2 separate regions of the Mus musculus genome follow, and region 1 is linked to region 2. A link is a contact called in public ChIA-PET data. All regions are on one chromosome and are shown on one strand. Each heading gives the region's core, a stretch centred on a gene start, on an enhancer-like site or on the middle of the called end of the contact. The rest is flanking DNA. Distances are from core to core; before and after follow the strand shown.

Evidence for each region. ChIA-PET counts read pairs in DNA pulled down with a chosen protein or histone mark.
Region 1: a contact with region 2 is called in an RNA polymerase II ChIA-PET map of memory CD8 T cells, with 11 read pairs. The contact joins two enhancer-like sites. A contact is called at or near these places in 1 of 484 Hi-C or Micro-C datasets (CD8 T cells) and 2 of 115 datasets of contacts at active chromatin or transcription factors (bone marrow-derived macrophages and memory CD8 T cells).

The regions. Positions count from the first base shown.
Region 1 is chr2:92,058,479-92,063,210 of GRCm38.p6, reverse strand. No RefSeq gene overlaps it. Among named protein-coding and RNA genes, the nearest start is that of Gm31473, 33 kb to the right of the region's middle. Within about 2 kb of position 3,245, at least 233 of the 459 cell types and tissues checked have an H3K27ac peak or open chromatin away from gene starts, as enhancers often do. A contact at or near this core is called in CD8 T cells, bone marrow-derived macrophages and memory CD8 T cells, where this site is marked.
Region 2 is chr2:91,873,500-91,878,307 of GRCm38.p6, reverse strand. Ambra1 (autophagy/beclin 1 regulator 1) reads right to left here. Exons shown (of 18, transcript NM_172669.3): 12 at 2,482-2,592. Among named protein-coding and RNA genes, the nearest start is that of Chrm4, 46 kb to the left of the region's middle. Within about 2 kb of position 1,342, at least 55 of the 459 cell types and tissues checked have an H3K27ac peak or open chromatin away from gene starts, as enhancers often do. A contact at or near this core is called in CD8 T cells, bone marrow-derived macrophages and memory CD8 T cells, where this site is marked.

The DNA.
Region 1 (4,732 bases), core at 1,996-4,495, 180 kb before region 2:
ACTGCTCATTCTGGGAGCCCAGTGTAGACACCTGCTTTCCTCCTGCAGAGATGAAGGCCTCCTAGGATGTCCATGGAGATCAAACACAGCTGCTGAGAAACTCCAGGCTGCGGGCAGGGGCAGGGGCAGGGGCAGGGGCAGGGGCAGGGGCAGGGGTGGGCTGGGGGTGATGAGGTGATGAGGGGGAGCAGGGAGGGGGGATGTAGCCTGAGTTCCCTGGTCTGTAGGTGTAGTAGGGAACTAGATACATTCTCCTGGGCCTCCAGTTCTGGCAAAACTGCACAGCTGCGAGCCTGTGGCACAGACAGACTTTACTGTTACTGGGTCAGATGGTACTGCAAGGCCATTTACCTTTGGGAAGCTCTGTTGAAAGAAATGCAAACAGCCTTTCCCTGGGAGGGATCTCCAGACTTTTCAGGGAATAATTAGCAAATTTCAACCATAAAATCCTTGCTCCATAAAAAGCAAGGCTTGTTGCCTTCATTTTATAAATAGATCAAAGGTCATGCAATCAATGCAGATACAGAAACATGTAAGAATTCTGCTTTTGTCTGGGCTGTAGCCGCCTCAAACTGGCTCTAGCGTCGCTGACAGACCTCCTTTCTGCTCTCTGACTTCTGGCCAAAGATATAGGATTGGTTTTTATGTCTCCTCTTAAAGGACTGAATTCTATGTACCGTTCACACACTTTGATATATCTGGAATTTAGAAAAGAAAGGAAAAAGAATGATATTTGATGTTTTTCAGAGTTTGCGTCGGGACCAAGCCTTGCATTGTGGGTCAAATGCCAATAAAAGGAAAGAAAAAGAAAAAGAGAAAAGAAAAAAAAAACTCGGTCACCACATCTTTAGAAGGATCACTTTTATTCTGTATTTGAAAGAACTTTCTGTTAAGATTAATGATAGTATATATATCTTTAGTGACCAAAATGATTGTTGTGGGGCCACGGAAAGTCACCACTTATTGATGGCTGAGTGCTGAATGTTAAGTGAGTGCTGAGTGTTAAGTGCTCCATTTATGCGCAGTTCAGACAATTCTCTCAAATGTGCAGCAGCAGATTCTTTATTATCTATTCCATTTGCAGAGCTAAATTGAGCTCAGAGATAGAGGGTGACCTGAAAAGAATGAGAGGGGGGAATAAAAAGAAAACCCACAAAGGAACTTAACAATCATTGGGCACATGCTCTATGATCAAAGCATTGTGGTGCAATCCGCACTGGAGACGTGAAGAAATAAAATATCACCAGATTCCTACTCTCGAGAAGTTGAGAAAAAAAAGCTTGAAGGAGAGAAAACTCAATAATTAAAAATAATAATGTCAATTATCAACACATTTCAGTCAGTAGTATTTATTAACTTCCTGGTACGTATTAAATATTGCACTTATTACAAGGGACAGTCGTCTTCTCATGGACTTATTGCTTAAGAGGAAAATCAGACATTCACCAAATAATCGTATCAATTTAGAATTGCAATTGAGTGGAATAAAAGACACCAGATGGGCCACAGACTGACAAAGGATTAGTATCCAGAATATATAAAGAACTCCCACACATAGGACATGACCAAAAGATGCACTGTCAAATAAACCAATGGCCAATTTAAAAAGGAGGAGAGGCAAATGGCCAATAAACAAAGAGAGTATGTTCCTATCTCTCTCACTTGTAAGCAGGGAACTGCAAATTAAAACATTGAAATGCCATTTCACACTCATGGGTTTGGCAACAATTTTAAAGTTTGACATTAGCAAGTGCTGGGGATGTAGAACACGGGGAACTCTCACATAACGAATGGAACTGTGAATTAGTACAACCACTTAAAACCCATTCAGCCATGCCCAACAACGCTGCCAGGTTCTGCGTCCTGAGTCCCGCAATTCTGCACCCAAGTATCTACCCAAACTCTGCTTTCAAACTCGGGAATGAGATTTTTAAAAAAGCTATTATAGCATTGTTTCTAACAGAAAAACAAAGTGAAAATGAGCTAAATATCTTCTAGAAGACGGGAAAAATAAAATGTGCTGAATTCATAACGGGTCCCCCGTCAGCACTGAAAAAGTATGATCAAGAAATACGTACATTAATGTGGGTTCATGCTGCCTAGTTTTTAAAAAAAATCAAGTTACACGATTATATATTCAGTCTAATAGCGTCTCTTCAACGTTTAAAGTAATTTTAGATGATTCCATTAAGTGTCTATAGGCACCAAGATATGGAGTAAAAACATAAAAGCGTGTGCTGGGAATGAAGAAGCCCCAACGTGCTTCCCAACGTGATTCCTCTGGGAAGGGATAGAAATTGGTTCAAAGAATTCCACCCAGATCCAAAGGATCCGTGCCCTTTTAAGAAACTCTGGATTGAGTAGAGGAAACCTTAAGTAAGGAAAGAGAGCATGTGATACAGACAAGCAGTTTTTGTAAGCTTCAGATTTTTAAATGCAATTTTTTTAAATGCAGTTTTTGTAAGGTTCAGATTTCTTAAATTGGCCTTTAACCTTTCAAAGGAATATTTGATTGAGTCGAGGTTGGGTTGGGTTGGGTACATCGGGAAGGCTGGGGGTCCTTAGGGTGGAGGAGGGATGAGGGAAAGAAAAAAGGTGTTCTAGGTAGAAGGAACCCAGCTATGGGAAGAAGGGAGCAGAAGGGGGCGGGGCACAGACCTTTGGCCACCTAGAAAGGTCCTGTAGTCCAGAAACATTTCACACCGCCAGATAGTAGAACGGGGGATGGGACACCCTTGAAGAAGAGACTCCCTCTGGAGTTCAGCAGAATAAGGAAAGGTAATCGGAGAGGGAGTAAACACTGAACAACTTAAATAGTGCTACTCAGGCAGGGTCTAAACTGGGATTAGTTTATGAGGTGTTAGAAAATGGCAGACCTGCTTGCTCAGGAAGATGGGGAGGGCCTGGAGCGCCAGGCTTCTCCACAGAAGCTGCGAGGCTTGGGCAATAGGGGTGTACGGGGCTCGAAATACAGGAGGATGTACTCGGGAGACCTTGGAGAGGAAGATGTTAATACCCAACGGAGTGAGGGTAATTCACAAGGTCACAGAGGGAGTAGCGTAGACTGTAGTAACCACTGCAGGTAGAAGCATCCAGGACGCATCGCGAGTGATCGGGTGGGTGGTGTCACCTTCACTGCGACGGAGAGTAACGGGGACAAGATGCAGCGAGTTGGAGATGCGTGCGTAGCAAACCAAGTGGACTTGCGGGGCGTGCTCCGGGCGCTGCGGGCGAGTGGGAGGCGCCAGAGACAGAGGAGGAGTCTGTCAGAGCGAGCACCAAGGGAGGAGAATCTGAGCTGAGGCCCTGAGGGATGATGAGGAATGGGTTCCGGGAGGATGCAGGGATGGGGAGCATTATGTTGATGCAGAGCAGCCTCCGCGCGGGTAGCGGTGCGCCAGGCTGGGCGGAGCCCGGACACCGGAGCAGGGGTTGGCACCTCCGTCCTCCCGGCCAGGCTGCGGTCGGAGCCTCGGGTGCACCCCGCAGCGGCAGGCGCAGGGTCTGACCCAGGGAGGCTTTTCCCAGCCGGGCATCCACGTAGCTGGAGTACCACCCGGCCGTCCCGGGCCACTGCAGACGCCTGGCGTGCGCAGGCCGCGCCTCCCTAGCCCGAGGGCCTAGAGACGTCACCGAGGCTCTGACGCGCGCTAACCCGGGCGCGGGTTTCCTCCCCGCAGGTCCCGGTCCTTGCAGCCCGCCGCCGCGTCCTTGGCCCTCCTCCCGGGATTCTAATTCGGGAAGACTGTTTGTCCTTCAGCTACTGATAAGGACTCGAGTTTGTGAATAATAATAATAATAATTTTAACAATTCCGGGAAAGAAATAACCATACTCGAGAAACATAATAATAATAACCAGCCCGATAGACCTCTGCTCCTGTGCTCAGTGCTCTTAAGGACAATAATGACAACAGTCATAATAGCCACAGTTTATTAAGCGCTTACTCTTCCATCGCAGTGTTAAGCGCTTTGCAGGCAACAACCCTCGGAGGTAAGTACCGTTATGCTCCCTATTTTTCAGGAAACTAGGGCAGAGAGGTTAAGTAACCTGCCCCAGGGCACACAACTAGCTGATGTCAATGCCAGAATCCCAACCTAGGCTGCCTGTTCTAGTGTAATCCTCGAGCCAATCCGTCAAGGTCGGGAGCATTCTCTCCATCTTAAAGATGAGGAAAACAAGGCACATGGAAATTTAAGTACCTTGCCCAAGGTCACCTAGCTGGATGAGGCAGAAAGCGAACCCAGGGCTCCTCTCTGTCCGCAGAACCCTCGATCTTGGCCATAGGCGATGCCATTTCCAAACCACCTCGGATAGCCCCGGCTTCTGGGAGGCAAAAGCAGCCGCTGGTGGATTTGGGTAGATTCCTGCAGCTTCCGCTCAGCTGATGAACCGGGTGTTTTGGAGCAGCGTCCTTGCTCTGCCTTCAAGCGTAGGATGGGGACGCCTCTCCTGGAATCCAGACCCAGACTAGGCTCGGCGATCCCGAGAAGGGACGGAGCGGGGGCGGAGGCAGCGGAAGGAATCCCGAGTCCCATTTGACCAGCGGCGGGTCTAGGCTCCGGATTTGCACCATATAACCAGCAGAGGGCGCTGCCGCTCGCGCATGGAGTTTCCGTCCCCTCTGCCTACAGCCGCCTGCAGTGGCTTTCCTTCTCCAGGTGACTGAGCCCACGCCGCATTTAGACCGGCTTCTTTAGACCGATTGACATTCGTTCAAGGCTTCCCAAGTC
Region 2 (4,808 bases), core at 93-2,592:
TTTTAAAAAAAAATTTATTTTTTTATTTATATGAGTACATTGCAGCTGTCTTCAGACATACAGTAGAAGAGGGCATCAGATCCCATTACAGATGGTTGTGAGCCACCATGTGGTTGCTGGGAATTGAACTCAGGTCCTCTGGAAGAGCAGTCAGTGCTCTGAACTGCTGAGCTATCTCTCCAGCCCCTTATTGTATATCCTTTAAGTAAGTTTTGAGTTGTAACTATATTATCTAATTTAAACAATGATAAAGTAAAAAAATAAAAATAACTGAAGATGAACTATGGCCAATAAGATATGAGTCACAAATCTACAGATGAACTTGAGTTTTCAATAAGGAAAAGGCAGACTCTTCTACCATGGATTTTTAGAAGAATTGGAGAACAGATTAGTGTACCAGTCAGCAAAATGGCTCAGTGGGTAAAAACATTTTACCTCACAAGCATGGTAACTTGAGTACAACCCCCAGAATTCATAGTGGAAGAAGGTAATTTATTCTTGAAAGCTATCCTCTGACCTCAACACATGTGCCGTGGCATGTGCATACCTACACACAATAATAAATAAAACAAAAAATCAAAAGAACAGATTACTTGACTTGATTTATGGCTTATAGGCACTTAGAATAAAATGAGTAGTTGCTACTTAGGATTCACTAAGAACAAAGCATTAAAAATTATTCTCATTTATCTTGTCTGATAAGAATATTAAAGACTGGTACATCATAAAATGATTATCTTTCAGTAATCAAGATATTTTTAGCTGTATCTCCAAACTCTTACAATGCTTTACATGATACTGAAAACATAAGTGTGCTTGTCTGCGGCCCTAACACTTGAGGCTGAGGCAGGAGGACAACTAGTTCAAGGCTAGCCTATACTATACAAAGCTACTGTCCTTTATTATTGATTTATTTAAAAGACTTGTTTTACTTTTCATTTATGTATATGTGTATTCATGTATGTTTTCTTTCTTTTTGGGGGGGTAGGTGGGGGTGGGGTGGGGCGTCGGGGTTTCTCTGTATAGCCCTAACTGTCCTGGAACTTGCTCTGTAAATCAGGCTGGCCTTGAACTCAGAGATTTGCCTGCCTCTGCCTCCTAGATGCTGGGACTGAAAGTCATGTGCCAATACACCTGGCATGTGTACATTTTCTGTGAATGTATGTTTGGGTACTCTCAGAGGCCAGAAAAGGGCAATGGATCCTATGGAACAGTAGTTAACAGGCACTTGTGAGTTTCCCATGGTGCTGGAAACTGAACTCTAGAGTCCTCTGGAAAATTAGCAAGTGCTCCTAACTGCTGAGCCGTTTCCCCAGACCCTGAGAAGCTGTCTTTAACAGGGAAGAGCTTCAGATGTGAAACCGAAAGTAAAAATAATTCATGTTCCAAAACCATGATAGGAACCCAAAAACATACCTTAACAAGGCTTAATGCAATTTCCTGATTTATTTGCCATTTTTGCTAGAAATCTAAAGGAAGACTGAGAAGAATGTTAATCAAATTAGCAGATGATCCCTAAGACTGAAAGAGAAGGACAAATAAAGGTGCTGCAAGGAAGAACTAGCACTGCAACGACAGGAAGATAATACAAACGGGCTGAATGCTGGCTTACTAACAGTTATCAAGGAACTTTAAGTTACCGTAAATGCAATATTAACTTCAGAAAACGCTGCTGGGATCTGTAGCAAACATCACTGTATTGCGTTTTAGCACACATCATTAATTTTCTGATCTGTTCTGTTTCACCCACAAAGTTAAAGGGGGAAAGAACAGATAGGAAACCACATTAGAAAAAAAAATCTGCAGAGCTTTGATCTGAAAGGTGAGATGTAGAGGAACTTTCCGATTACTGAAGGACTGTGTAAAAGAAGTAAACCAATTACATGGCGTTGCAGCAGCAGAAATAGGATGAATGGGATGAAGTGACCTCAAAAGAAAGACTCATGGTAGCTTGCTGTGAGAAAGAACCTTCCAGCAGAAATGTAACAGTGACAGTGAGGCCATCAGCAGCTGCAGACAGGTTGGGGCTGATTCTCACCTCTTAGGAATGCACAAAAGCCCTTCCTTAGGCAGGGGAAACATCTGCAATGCTGAACAATGGGACCATGGATGTCTTTCAAAGGAAACATATCTATCAGTCACACACATTTGTAAACAGATATTAATCACATCACTCATCTGCTTAGTTGAGGCTTGGATTTGCCAACAAGTCTCCACTCACTATGGCCTTTTCTCAATGTCAGCTACCTCTTTTAGTCTTTTAGTCTCTATGAATCTCTCCACAAATTCCTCGGGGGAGATCTGGCGTTTCCCCTAAACTGTTTTCTGAAATGTGTTACTGGTAGCTGAGGCTAAGCATACAGAAATAGTGCATGACCATCAACAACTTAATGAGAGACAGACAATCCAGTGCTACTTTGCTGCTTTGTATTTTTCAAAGTTCTGTCTCACCAGAAACCCATCTTGCCCATCACTACTCACCATTACTGATTTCTGGAAGGTCAAACTTAGTGAAGTCCCACCACTGGAGCCTGTAGGTAGTATTGGCAATGTTACTGGCCACAGCAGACTGTCCATCTCCAATTACTGCCCCTGATGACAGAGAAGACAACAAGACCACATTAGACTACATACAGTGCATTCTTTTTCTGTATGCTTCTACTGCAGAATATAATGGAACACATGAGTTAGTAGAGGAGAAAAAGAAGAATCACAACTAAAACTCACGAAAGATTGAGAGATCCACATGGCAAGTCACTGCAAAGAGAAACTAGACACAACCTTTCACAAGAAACAGTTCTATGTGGAAATGGAACATCATTCACATGTCCTTCCCATTATTAATGTGTCAGGTCCTGAATATATGCTGTCTAAGAATATATACATTATCTGGGGACACAGATGAGTTTTCATGCAAATGTTAGTAAAGAAATTTGACAACAAGGGGAAGCTACCATGAACACAGACCAGGTGAATTTCAGTTCAGGCCTTGCAGTTCTGGGTGTGTTAGGAGAAGCAGGTCCTCCTTTTTTAGTGACCTTTTTCCTAATAAGACATCTCAAAAGAGGACTTCCTCCAGAGAAGAGGCAGTCAACACATGGTGACTGGAGAGAGGCAGTAAAGAACAAATGAGCTAACACTGTTAATCTCTTTTGAAATGCAGGCATATAACACAGCAGATATTTATGAGTCTGCCTTTGTAACATGAGATTATTTTTATTAAGGCAATTTTTTAAAATGCTCCTCTCCAAGACCTTCCTTTGATTCCAGATTCACTTGTAATGTTTCAGCTTAATTTTCCCTGAGATATACACTTCAGTATGACATTTTTTTTTCCTTGGTAACCAATTAAATAAAAATTTGATTTTTTTAAAACAGGGTGACACTTTAATTTGCAGTTGTATTTCATTTACACGAACATGTCATTTCCTCCTCCTCCTTCCTAGGTGCATTTCATACACAGCCCACCCTTTTGATGAGGCAGAACCAATCCTTCTCAGGAGAACAGAAGATCCTTGTACAATAGCAAGAAAAGCTATATGGTATTTTCCCCTGCAGATCTGGCCCATGCTGACATGCCTGGGACAAGGCAGTTTTACGCCAGAATTCATCAATATCATCTAGCCCTTGACTTCTGAATATCACGGAGAAAACACCTCTACTTGTTTCTTTTGAAGAGCTACATTTATTACTCTGCTGTCTCTAGATTTCTCTGCTCTTTCCTCAAATGACCAAGAGAGAACCTACCCTCTACACAATCATGAAATATAGGAAACTTACTCTTTTTCCTTATCTAGGAGCTGCTGGCTACTGTACCAGAAGATATTTTTCAGTGTTAGTTTATTAACAGTCCTTCTTTCAGTTTTAATTTAACAAAAGATACAAATAACAGTTCATTTCCTAGATGATGACATTTTTAGGCTATATGGTTTCAACATGGCCAATATTGCCTTCCTGGAGGTAAAAAAAAGGCTTATGGGGCCAAAATGAAGTAAAAGCCTCCAGGCCAGGAAGATGGGATGTGGAAGAGTATACCTGTACTCCTGTAACCCAGCACTCCTACAGCAGCAGGGGAGGCAGAGAACTGGATGGAAGCTCCTGCACACAGACTAGCAGCAGAAATAAGATCCTGTCTCAATCCTCTGACCTCTACACATGTGCTGTGGAGTATGTGTGTGTTCTTGTTCTTTCCACTTTTCCACACAAATAAATAATTAAAAAAAGGAGTGCCCCCATAAACTTAGTATAATCTCATTAATTCTCCTTCTCAATGCCAGAATATATGGACACACACCATGTATAAGTGTGTCCATGGGAGGGAGAATGAAAAGAAATGTCTTGGGAGAAGGATAGTTAAATAAAAGTCAAAAAATAGCGCCGGGCGTGGTAGCGCACACCTTTAATCCCAGAACTCAGGAGGCAGACAGAGGCAGGCGGATTTCTGAGTTCGAGGCCAGCCTGGTCTACAAAGTGAGTTCCAAGACAGCCAGGGCTATACAAAGAAACCCTCTATCAAAAAACAAACAAACAAACAAACAAGTCGAAAAATACTATTGTAAATAAACTGATAGTCTTAAATAGTTTTAAAGTCTTACAAAAATCAAACACAGTATCAAACAAGTGTGATGTACTCAAAAGCGTTAGAAACCAGCATTTGCAGGTGTTATCAATGTGGCCACTGACGTCAAACCAGATGGCTCCATGCTACATATGACCACTCATATGAGGTGCATTATCTACCTTCCTTTAACACAGAAAATTCTCCTTCTATAATTGTATCTGGGAACTGGTGAAATGGTTCACTAGGC